3 separate regions of the Pan troglodytes genome follow, and all the other regions are linked to region 3. Evidence: chromatin contacts called from public HiChIP or PLAC-seq data. All regions are on one chromosome and are shown on one strand. Each heading gives the region's core, a stretch centred on a gene start, on an enhancer-like site or on the middle of the called end of the contact. The rest is flanking DNA. Distances are from core to core; before and after follow the strand shown. Region 1 holds the start of KAT7 (lysine acetyltransferase 7). Region 2 holds the start of SLC35B1 (solute carrier family 35 member B1). Region 3 holds the start of NXPH3 (neurexophilin 3).

Evidence for each region. HiChIP or PLAC-seq counts read pairs in DNA pulled down with a chosen protein or histone mark.
Region 1: a contact with region 3 is called in an H3K4me3 HiChIP or PLAC-seq map of stem cell-derived excitatory neurons, with 4 times the contacts expected there. The contact joins the promoter of KAT7 here to the promoter of NXPH3 in region 3. A contact is called at or near these places in 3 of 7 Hi-C or Micro-C datasets (blood, induced pluripotent stem cells and stem cell-derived neural progenitor cells) and 1 of 1 datasets of contacts at active chromatin or transcription factors (stem cell-derived excitatory neurons).
Region 2: a contact with region 3 is called in an H3K4me3 HiChIP or PLAC-seq map of stem cell-derived excitatory neurons, with 11 times the contacts expected there. The contact joins the promoter of SLC35B1 here to the promoter of NXPH3 in region 3. A contact is called at or near these places in 5 of 7 Hi-C or Micro-C datasets (blood, induced pluripotent stem cells, a lymphoblastoid cell line and 1 more), 1 of 1 datasets of contacts at active chromatin or transcription factors (stem cell-derived excitatory neurons) and 1 of 1 other capture datasets (stem cell-derived neural stem cells).

What each region holds. Positions count from the first base shown.
Region 1 is chr19:62,925,185-62,928,819 of NHGRI_mPanTro3-v2.0_pri, forward strand. KAT7 (lysine acetyltransferase 7) reads left to right here and starts at 1,620. Exons shown (of 15, transcript XM_511869.5): 1 at 1,620-1,850. The coding sequence starts at 1,836. It overlaps FAM117A (family with sequence similarity 117 member A), which reads right to left and starts at 2,181. Exons shown (of 9, transcript XM_054671117.2): 1 at 2,064-2,181.
Region 2 is chr19:62,844,174-62,848,212 of NHGRI_mPanTro3-v2.0_pri, forward strand. SLC35B1 (solute carrier family 35 member B1) reads right to left here and starts at 1,907. Exons shown (of 9, transcript XM_001156965.7): 1 at 1,528-1,907; 2 at 763-866; 3 at 1-128. The coding sequence starts at 1,742.
Region 3 is chr19:62,712,161-62,716,332 of NHGRI_mPanTro3-v2.0_pri, forward strand. NXPH3 (neurexophilin 3) reads left to right here and starts at 1,632. Exons shown (of 2, transcript XM_016932473.4): 1 at 1,632-2,034. The coding sequence starts at 1,981.

The DNA.
Region 1 (3,635 bases), core at 370-2,869, 210 kb after region 3:
AGGTGGAGCTTGCAGTGAACTGACATCCAGCCATTGCACTCCAGCCTGGGCAACACAGCAAGACTCTGTCTTGAAAGAAAAAAAAAAGAAGAGACAGAAAAAAAGAAGGATGGTATGAAATAACTGAGATATGCTCTTAATGCAAGAGATCCTTACCACCAGTTGGGGAGCCAGAACATTCAAATGTAACCTCAGGAACATATCCGTGAGTGCAAAATAACAGAGTAATGTATGAAATTAAATGCTTAAGTGGTGAGGGGCTACATGAAATTAAATGCTTAAGTGGTGAGAAGTAATGTGAACCATTTTCAAATAAGTTCTTACGTGCAGTTCAACCTAAGTAGGTTATCAAAGGTATTTATACTAAGCACTAAAAGCTAAGTATTAAATACTAAAAGCTGCCTGTGTCAACACTGGCCCAGGACATCCCCAAGGAGAGTGCTGGCTAAAGGTCTGGAACTTTAACTCTTTAGAGTTCTTTACTTAGCACATCAATCAGATGTTTACCTTCTGCTTCTTTGTTCTTTAGCCCTGCTCCTGGGGGAAATCTCCATCTTAACGGGGCCTCAGTTTGAAATTGGGGTTCGGGATCCTAACTTAATGACTGAGCGTGCCCGGGTTCCACCCAGTCGCAATTGGTCAAGACTTGGTCCTCTCAAGGCCTTTCCTCCGGAGAGGTTAAATCCTCAACGCCTGCTCTCCACTTTCCAGCCTTTTCTTAAGGCTCTTCTTTCAGCCTAGTATCTGTGACCAACTTCTCCTTCCTAGGCCCTCTCATTATTATTTAAATGTCCATTCTTTTGGGGGCTTCGACTTCACTAAAAACATTCCTTCCTCTTCCTCCGCCTCGTAACTCTCTGCTCAAGCATCTGGATGCCAGAGGTCATTTGAGCTAAATGGGGTTCAAAGCTTTTCTGACTCTGGTACTGCATTCCCCACTTTCAAATCACATTTTTCACCCCAGGGCCCCCAGTGGTCTCAAACCCAAACATAGTGCGGGAAGGAAGTGGGCGCTCGCCACAGAGCTAAATTGGGAATTCTTTGACCTGCAGCTTCTGGAGAATGGTTTTGCCTCCTCCCCGCGACATCAACTAACTCACTTGCTGTTAGCTAAGGGCAAGGACAATGTCTCCTCTACCAGACAGGAAACTTGATGGCGGACGCTATCCGTTAGTTCCTTTTTCAATTACCCATTCCCACCCCTTCGAGACCACGATGTTTCTTAAAATACAAAGTTTCTTTTACAAAACATCCCTCCGCAACTTTGAGTTTATATAATAAACGGAAACGTCCTTTAAACAATCAGGCTACGAAGGGGTTAAATCTAATCTCAGCAACCTGATGGATTCTGGGGGGTTTCCTTCCTCGACTCTAGAAATTAAAACGACCGGGAAGGGAAATTTTGCCCAAGGTAAAGATGAGAACCGTTTACATCAACTGTCAGGCTTCTGCCCCAAACAACAATGGCTACCCACGCCCACAAACAGAGCCACTCACGTAACTAAAAATGGTTGGCTCCGGGTTCCACCACTGGAGTCACTTTCTGCCCAACTTCAAAATGGCGCCCACTAGCTTCACCAAAAGGATCGAACTTCCCAGCACCCTCTCTGGCCCGTAACGTCAGGTGACGCGAGACCCAGCCGGAAGTGAAGGAAAAAGCGCTTCAGCCCGCGGCGCCTGCGCAGAACGCTCCAGACGCTGAGAGGCAGGAGGCACTAGGGATCGTCCGCAGGATTGGGACTGATACAGAGGCCGCCACGGAGCCCGCCGGAGCCACCGTTCCTGCTGCTGCTGCCGCTGCCCGAATCGGAACCGTCGGGCCGCAGCCGCCGGCAATGCCGCGAAGGAAGGTGAGAAACGGGAGAGGAGGGATGGCGGGTTTCTAAGGACAGTCGATTGAGCACCGTGACGCAGTTGGCCACGCCTCACAGTGCTTGGGTCCCAACTTTCCGCTCCCCCGAACCTTGTTCAGCCACCCTCTCTTCTGTCCATACCCAACAGAAAAATGTGGGCCCGACCCTGGCCTCGGCCTATGCTTGCAACTATTCCCGCCCTCTGCTTGCCTGGATCGGAGGCGTTCTTATTAATTGGTCGCTGAAACGTCTGGAAGCATATTGATTGGCTGGTGACGCCGCCTGTTTGGGCTCAACGGTCACCTCCCCGCGTGCGGGGGCGGTGTCTGGCCCCGGCCCCAGCGCTCTCCCACTGGCTGGAGAGAACGATCCCTCCTCTCCTGATTGGTCGAGGTTGGCAGTCTGTCCTGTGGGGGCGCGGCTTAGGCGGACCTCGATTGGGTGGCCCGAATCCCCGCCTTTCCGAGCGGGGACGCTGATAGGTGCAGAGGCGGGGTTTTGGAGGCCTCGTTACCTTCCAGGTGGGGGGCACAACAAAGCAGAAGACTGGGTGGTGGGAAGCCAGCGCCCACTCCCAGGGGATCCCTCTCAGGCCAGTTGCCTCCAAGCAGTTGCCTCTTTCCTTATTTGCTAGTTCGACAGCGCCTAGAAAATGCAGTTGGTAAAAACTAAAAACTTCTAGAATTAGAAGGCACTTAGAAGATCACCCAGGAATGGCCCCCTCGTTTCTTCTTACAGCTGAACTAACGGAGGTCCATGGAGTGCCGCAAGCCACTCAGGCAGTGGCAGATCCAGAATATAGAACAAATCTAACTCAATTCAACAAATGTCTATTGACTACTTTCTGCGCGGTGGTTGCTGTGGATTCAGAAATTAATTAGATGTGATCCCTGGCTTAAGGGTGTCACAGCCCGATAGGAGAAAACAGACATGAATAACCTTAGAAGGATCTAGTAAGTTCTCAGCTTGGAGGTGTATACAAAGTGTTGCTGGAAGGAAGTGAAGGAGCAGTTAAGTCTGCCCTGGAGTACAATGGGAGATATATTGGTAAAAGCCACAGAGAAGAGCTGAGTTCCAGGATCAAGCCAGGAAGGAACAAGTCTCACGTCAAGGCTTTAAATATCTCGGTAATTAGACTATAATGGTGACTTTTAAGATTCCCCCTTCATTTCAGCCGTTTTCTGTGATTCTTGCTCATTTCCTGGCAGGTTACCCTTAAGATACTTGGAAAACTGGGTGGTATTCTTGCTCATATCAATAGAAATCTTTCTCTTCACAGCGGCTTTTCAGGTTGAAAATGTACACTTTTTAATGTCTCCTAAAATGACCTCAGCTGGTGGGTGGTATGTATGTGTTTTTTTTGTTTGTTTGTTTTTGAGACGAGGTTTTGCTCTTGTTGCCCAGGTCGGAGTGCAATGGCGTGATGTTGGCTCACTGCAACCTCCGCCTCCCGGGTTCAAGCGATTCTCCTGCCTCAGTCTCTCTAGTAGCTGGGATTACAGGCGGATTCCATGACGCCCAGCTAATTTTTGTATGTTTAATAGAGACGGGGTTTCACCATGTTGGTCAGGGTGGTTTCGAACTCCTGACCTCAGGTGATCCACCCGCCTCGGCCTCCCAAAGTACTGGGATTACAGGCATGAGCCACCACGCCCGGCCGGTGGTATGTATGTAAAGGCTCACCAAATGCAGGAATAATATTGGTGCCTTGAAATAGGGCCACAATCCTCTTTCTTAATTTCCCAAATACCGGGAGTTACTTGAAAATGTACATTTTTTTAG
Region 2 (4,039 bases), core at 657-3,156, 130 kb after region 3:
AGTTGGGTAGTTGACAAACTGTAGTGCTGAATTGCTGGAGACCATGGCACCCAGATAGGAGATAGAACAGGCAGCATAGAGCCAGCTCCGGGTACGATCCACCCTGGCAGTGTCAAAAAACTGGATCACTGGGAGAAGACAAAAAAAAAAAAAAAAAAAGAAAAGAAAAGAAAAGAAAAAAAAAAAAAACAAGAGAAACCTGGTGGGGCTAGGATGGACCACTAAGCAAAGCTGAAGCCACATGAAAGGAACTTGTCTGTCAAATAAGACACAAGCTATTTCTGTCCTGTTACACTGGGAAATCTCTGAAAATTATTCATCTTTCCAATTCTACCTAAGCCCAACAAAAGACCACATGCAGGGTGGAGGTGGGGGCCTCATTCAGTTCAAGGGACCAGTCAGCCCTGCTGCTAGTCCCTAGGGAACAAAGAGAGAATGCTCAAAGCATGCTTGAAGCTGACACACAAAAGAAACTCAAAGGGAAAGAAAAAAATGTTTTAAGTATTTTCAATGGGGATTTGGAATATAGAAGACCCATTCTCTGAACATTTCTAACTCAGAAGCTGATAAAAATTGGGGAAATAATATTTTACTCCACTTCAAAGTCATTAGTTTTACAGACTTCACAGAGAGGCTGTGTAAGTACAAAATGGGGTGGAGATCATGAGTTAGCCTTTAAGGTTGAATCAATGCTTAATGCCCAGCATACTGAGGGAACTTGGGGTGGTGGGGTACCCAACAAATTACTATCTAGGTACTCACAGATCTTGGCAAACACAGCATTAATCACACATTGAATGAAGACCAAAGTTAAGGCAAAGGTGAACGTCTCCTGCTTGGCTCCTTCCCCATACTTTCCTCTTGTTCTAGAAATGAAATGCATGAGAAAAGAGGGAGAAATTAGTGTATTTCACTCACTGTCATCTAATATATCCCGAGCCACTGAAAACTTTAAAATTATCTTGCCTCTCTGGATGTAGGCAGAGTTTGTTAAGGACCACTAGGCTCATTTGCAAAAGGGGCTGATTTTACTGGATCTAGAAACTAGACATCCCAGCCTACTGATTCCAAAGCCTAAGAAAAGAATACCCGAAAAAGACGGAGAGGAAACATGCAGAACGAGATAGTGAAATCAGGTACCCCAGGCAGGAGGAGACGGTATTTCGGCTATGGCACCAAGGCCGAGGACGAATAGGTTGTTTGCAAGCATCTGGGAGTACCAAAAGGGGGCCGACTCGGGTCCTGTTTGAGGGATAGAAGTCTCAGCCTGTAAAACGCAGGCCCTTAGAACCAAGCGGGGAAAAACAGCTAAGAAAAGAAAATAACCAAGTCCGAAGAATCCAGAAAATAATCCTGGAGTTCTGGAATTCTGGGTTGGCTCAGCCATAGCTGCAAAAGTAGTGGGGTGCTAAGAGGGCGACAGCCGGGCAGGAGGACAAGAGGAAAGCCCGGGTCCAGAGGCAGAAGGCCCGGGATCCCTGTCACAGGCTGGGGAGAGAATGTCGGCCCGCCCCCGGGGTCGCTCACATCTTTTCCTGCAGGATCCCATAGTAAAAATAGCAGACAAAGACACCCAGGAAGCAGAGCGGCAGGCGCAGCCGGTCGGGCACCAGGGAGCTGCTAGAGGCCATGAGACGCCCAGAGGAGCCGACTGGAGACCCGCTCACAACCGGCACCGGCAGCAGCGGCGGCGGAGGCGACAGCTCCAGCCGGACATCGCCGACCGGCGGCAGGGGCCTCATAGGAGCTGCATGCGACCGCTGTCCAGCAGGGCCCAGCAGTCACTACCAGAACTGCCGGCTCAGGGCTGCCAAGGGGGAAACTCCTCAGAACCCAGCAACCACTTCCTAGGAAAGAAAACCCGCCCTGGGACCTTGGCTCCATCCCTGAGGGCCAGGGGAACCGGCAGCCTCGAGACTGATCCCTCGCCCTGGAGATTTTTCCAATCAGGCAACTCTGAGGACAACTGCGACCCAGAGCACCACAGGGTGTCCTAGAGCCACCTGGGCGTAGAATAATGACGTATAAGGATGTGGAGGCCACCAATTGGCTGCGCTGTGCGAAGACGGACAGGTAGGCGGGGCAGGAGGAGGTGTGGCCGGCAGAGCAAATCCAATAGTCTTTTCCGCGGCGGGCGGCCAGGCTTCTGCTGGGTCCTAATGCCAAATCCCTTACTGGAGCCTCAGCGCCGTCTAGCTGCTGCCCAGCGTCAGCGACTTTACCTGCTCATTACCTAGGCACATCACTAGGCTTCCAAGGGGGAGAGCGGCACAGTAAGTCTCGGCTTGGTCACTTAAAGGCGGGGTAACCTACCCGTGTCACCCAAGTTCTGAGCCGGAGTTTTCCAGGTCTGGAAACTAGGGATAATTAGTAATAGCCACCTTGTCGCCTCTTGGCTGTTGTGAGGATCAAATAAGAGTGTTTTGTAAACTGTAAAGTATGCTGTGCAAGCTTAAGGTATTATTAGTCATCACTGTTTCTCAGCCCTGATCTTATTTCCTCACATCGAGGGGTGGAAATGGAGGCTTACTGAAGTCAGTTTTCTTCCAAGTCCTAACAACTCACCAACAATGGCGCAAACCCTTCGGCCGCGCTCCTGAATATTTCCCATTAATGAGCTCCTCGTTGGATCCCTTCCTCATGCAAGTGTTGGGTCTTCACTTGCTGGCACGAATTGCCAGGGCAAGACTGACCTCAGGTCTTCCTACTACTACCTCCAACCCCCTACTTAATTGGCCCAAATCTCCGGCCACCTGGTGGACTCTGGGCTGCTCTCTAGGTCGAGGCTCCTTCTCTTCTAGCAGCCTGCTCTTTTGGCACAGCCTCAGGCAAAGGAAGGAAATACTGGGCAGCACCACACCCATCGCTCCGGGCCTGACTCACTAAGGCTTTGCGGGGGAGCCAGAAGTCTTTTAGAGGGAGGGGTAAGGGATAGAAGATAGGGTGTCCCCAGCCCACTGTCTCCTCGATATTAGTGGCATGGGAAAGCCCCATACATTTGCTCTGTTGCTCAGTAGCTTACTCTACTGGCTCAGCCCGCGATGCCAGGGCACCAAATAGCTGGGAAGAGAGACCTGCCAGCTCTACTTCTTTACCAGCTGGGACCTCAAACAATTCGCTTGTCCTGAGTCGAGTTTCCTCACGTGAAATTAATGGGAATATAATAACAAGCAGGAGAGCGCTGTGGTTAGAAACATGGGCACTGGATTCAAATGATCAGGTTTCCAATCCTAGCTCTCCCACTTCATATCTGTGTCTTTTGGGGAAAGTTATTCAATCTATTTGTCCTTCCCTGATTATACAGTGGGACTTACCATATTTCTCTTACTGGGTGGTTGTCATATTTCAATAACACTTTATGTAAAGCACTTAACATGGTAGCTGGTTCTTACCAGCCCAATGAATGGTGGTTGGGATAGCCTGGTTTAGGAGTTTGTTGTCAGGTCTTATGAGGCAGATACAATTGTACTTATTATGACTGCCCTTGGGGTAGTCAACTGTTCACCCATACAATGGGGATGTGTCTTTTGTGAAAATGCTTCGGAAATTCCAAAGCATCATTGAAATATTGAGATGGTTATTCCCATTTTCCCCAAAAGCCTAAGAGCTCTTACAGGTGCAGCATTATAAAGGCTGCGAAAGGATAAGAGTAGTGTCTTTGTATAGTTTCTTTGTTCCCTTCAAGGCTGCACACTATGTTGTGGGTACTCCCTGAGATGAACCAAAGCTTCCCCAAAACTGTCAAGAGATCCAACCAGTGCAAAGAACACCCACAATGTCAAACTGTCTTCCCTTGGTCACCTGCTTTTCCTTTCTGAAATCCATTCTCCTTAGCTTTTTCAGACTCATACAAGAATGGGTAACTTCCCCAGTGACTCCCTCACCCCACCTCTAGGACAAACCACCCTCTTCATTCTGGACAGCCTTTTCATGGGTCTGTTGTTTATATGTCCATGTAAAGTATGCAAGCATGGTGTCCAGAGGACAGGAACTCTGTGTACAGCCATAACAACACCCAGATGTGGGAATTGAGGCTCCT
Region 3 (4,172 bases), core at 382-2,881:
TGGAACAGAATCTGGGACTGTCTGGCCTGAAAACCTGTGCTCTTTCTGCTGGGCCACACAGCTCTCCTAGGGACAGGACCTTCTGGAAACCAGACAAGGAGTGGGCCCAGCTACGCCCCTGCCTAGCTGAGCGCCGGAACCAGCTGCCCACACTCAGGCCAACAGCTTCTCCCTCCCAGCCGGACCAGAGGCTTAGAGGCCAAACAAAGATTTGCCTGTTCCTGCCTCCCCGGCTTTGGGGGGTCTTTGACTAGACATGCATGCCACCACCCACCCCACCCCCCACCAACACCAAGAAAGAGCTGTTGCATCTTGGTATGGCCCAGGGTGCCTGGAAATGCAGGGGGCTCTGTGATGCTGTCTGGGTTTTGCAGAATCTGTCTCCCTCATCGCACTTGGCCCAGGCTGATATTAAGATTCATCTGCATTCTCCGTGCACCCGCCTGGCAGATGGTGGGGGAGGAGGCTGGGTGCATGCCGGGGTTGCAGCCATGGGACCGAGCTGGGCCTTGGAGGGCCACAGAGCAGAGTGCCCACCCACCGTGCTCCTTGGGCCCAGCCCAAGCTGGGACCACTTCAAATGATGGGGTGCCTCCTCACCTTCATAGCCTCCAAGGGGTGCCAGGACTTGACCTTTCATTTTTCTACAGACTAAAGGGACCCTGGAATTCCAGGAGGGAGACCTGAAGATATGGAGTGGGGGTGATGGAGGATGGGCCCCCATCTTTGGGAATCTCAGATCAGGGTCGTGTTCTTCCTCCTTGCCCTGGAGGTTTGCAGGGACCCCACTGGGACAGGAGCCACTCTCGGCCTGGTGACCCCTGTGGCATAGAGAGGGTAAGTAGTGAATAATGAAGGGACAGGCTCCAGGAAGGCCTTGCTCCCCTCACTCTCCAGCTTCTCAGGACCTGCCCCCGGCCCCAGAATCTAGCCTGGCCCCTAACAGCCTTTTCAGCCCAGGGGCCCAGCCAAATACTTCCTGTCACAGTGGCTGGACCGAGAAGGTCCAGGGATTATCTCAGCCCCTCCAAGTAAAGTAGAAGAGGGAAGGAGCAGACATCATAACAAAAGGAGTGCAGGCTAGACACCCAGAAGGACTTCCCTCAGCACAGGTTTTGGCTCTTAGAATGGGTTTTTTAAAAAAAGGATCTTTCTTAATTCCAGGACTCCTGAGTTGGGGGCAGGGCAGCCGATTCTTGCTGCCCGCTCCCGGGGAACGGGCGCCCTGCAAAAGAGGTGGAAACGGTAGGGTCCGTATCCCCTGGACACCACCCTCTCCCTTCCTCTCCAAGAGCTACTCCGCCCCCGCGTGCCGTCCTCTCCTGGCTGGAGAGCCGGCGTCCTAGGTCCCCGGGCTGCGGGCCGGCAGGGGAGGAGTTAACTCCGGAGGTACCGGCTGGGCTCACTGTACCTGCCGCCGCCGCCGCCGCCGCCGCCGGTGGGAGGGACGAGGAAGCGGGAGCCGCCTGGGCGCCAGGAGCGCTCTAGTCTGGCGGGGCGTAGCGCGGGGAGCGGGCGGCCGGGGCTCCGCGCGGCTGGGGGCGTCCGCCAGGGGGCGCGCCGCGACGGGGCGGGTGGAGCAGCCTGGTTTGGGGAATTAGCACCAAGGACGGGCGCGCGCGCAGGTCCCCAGCACATCTGGGCGAGAGCGGCGCCGCTGGAGCCGAGGGGGGCGCCGAGCGCAGATCTGGAGCAGCAGAGCCACGGCGCAGCTGGGGCCCTTCGAGGCGCTCGGGGCGCACATCTGGGACCTCAAGCGGGGGCCGTGCCGCGCGCAGCTGGACCAGGGGAGGGGGGCGGCGGCTGCACAGCTGGACCGAAGGGGGCGGGGTCGGCCCTGGGCGACCCGCTGAGGGGAGGGCCGCGGGCCGCCGGGGACTGGAGCATGGGACGGCGCGCCTGAAGGAGCAGGAAGGGGAAGGAGGCCTGGGACCCCGAAAAGAGAAGGGGAGAGCGAGGGGACGAGAGCAGAGGAGGAAGATGCAACTGACTCGCTGCTGCTTCGTGTTCCTGGTGCAGGGTAGCCTCTATCTGGTGAGTGGTCCGAGGGGAGCTGCGCAGAGGGGCGGGGGCCCGGAGGATCGGGGGAGAGCGCGGGAAGCTTGCGAGCCCTGAAACTTTCTCCCTTCCCCCGACATCCCGGGGATGGCGGGGAAGACTGGAGGCTGGGGGAGAGGGCGGGTCCGAGGCCGGAGACTGGACAGATAGGGTTAATAGGGGCGGGGAGAGGGTGCTTGGCTGGCCCACCCACTCCGCAGCGGGTGGCTGGAGGTGCGACCAGCGCTCGGAAAAAGGCCTCGAGCCGGGTCGCCAGGGTTACCCGACCCCTTCCCAGAGCCTCAGGACCGCTGAAGCGGGGGGCGAGTGGGGCGCGGGTCGTGGAGCTGGTGACCTGCAGGCTTTTCCCCTGACCTCTGGGACTCAGAGAGCCCCGGGTTCTGGGTCCCCCAGAGCACAGAGTCGGTCCAGGCGGGGGGCGGCCCCCGCGTCCCTCCCCTCCCGCCTTCCCTCCCGCTCCCTCCCTCCCCGCCTGTTGTTTTCCTCTGCTCTCCCGGCTGCGCGCAGCCGGAGCCCCACAGGACTTGGGCAGGCGGCTCCCGCCCCAGGCACTCGCGGCAGCTGAGCGGAGCGCCCAGAGCCCGCTCCCCGTGCGCCGGCTCCGCGGCTTCTCGGCGACCCAGGGCGCCGGGGATCCCCTCCCCGAACCCAGCCCGTGGCTTAACTCCCCTCCGACCGAGCACCCGCTGACCCTCCCCGCAATACTGTCGTGAAGCCTCAGCCCCACATCTGGACCTGCCCCTTTAATCAACAAGCCCCTTGCCACCGCCCCATGCCACTGTGGGAAGAGCCCTTCCCTTCTCACGGCCCCACCTTTACCCTCCAGCCACTCAGCCGTGACCCCCAGGAGCAAGTACCTACAGGTCTGCAGCCCTAGACCCAGACCCCGAGCCTCCCGTCCTAGCCGTCCCTCTACCCCACCTCTGGGGCCTGGCAGTCAGGGCCAGCCTGAACTGTGGGGCAGAGACAGACTCGGCCACAGCACACAGCTGCCGGCAACACCCAGGCCAGAACACAGGCATGAGGACCCCACAGCCCCTTGGAGCCCTACTGTCCCCACCCCAGTGTCACCACCATATCCAGATGCCCCCGGTGCTGGTAGTAAAGACACCTAGGGCAAGTGGTTGCTTTCAAAAGCTGAGCAAACACACAGCCAGGCTGCGCCTCAGGAAGCCCTGTCAACCCCCTGATGCCCCCCACTGCTGTCCCACTCTCCCTGTGGCACCTCCAGGAATCTCCCAGGTGTGGGTTGTCACCACAGCTGATCCAGCAGAGGGAGGATGAGCCCCTGCAGATTCCAGAGGCGGATGGCGCCTGGATAAAAACCCTTTCAAAAAGACACATCTGATCTGTGAGGCCAGGAGTGTGGAGTGTAAAGGAAGGGCTGACCCTATGTGAACTCAGCCTTGTAGTGTTGTAATCTCTGAGCCCCGGTGTCCTTATCTGTGAAATGGGAATAAGAACTCCTACCTCAGAATCCAAGTAACATCTTGGCATGTCATCATCAGTGTACCCTGGAGAGGTGTTTGGCTTTCCATTCCCATGGCCATCCTGGGTGTGGCATTCACTCCGGGTCTCCCCTAGTTCTCTTGCCAAACCTAAACTATATTCGTGCTTGAGAATTACACTGTGTTCTGCTTTCTTATTCCATTGTCTGGTGGTTCTCTTTGCATCTAAGGGTAGAAATTATCCTAGGGTAGGGACGGTGTCTTACCCAACAGACTAGGAAGTCCCAAAAGGCAGGGGCTGGCCTCTCCTGTCAAACCAGGGGCTCTCCCAGGATAAGAATGGTGCTTCCCTGTCTGACTCGGGGCTGTTTGAGAGCAGAGATTATGCCTCCCCCATCAGCCTGGGGATTTCACAGAGGCAGGGATTCTACTTCCTATCAAATTGGGGGCTCTGTCAGCACAGGGATGATGCTTCTGCAATTAGATGGGGGCTCCCCAAGATCAGAAGCTGGGCTTCCCCCATCAGACTGGGGACTCCCTGGGGGTAGGAGCCGTTGTCCCTGGTGCCACAGTCCACTGGAGAGAATTATTGTCGGTCTTTGAGGCTTTGAATTTGAATAGTGGCCAAGACAGTGAGGAAAGGACAATGGGGGGGAGGGTGACCCA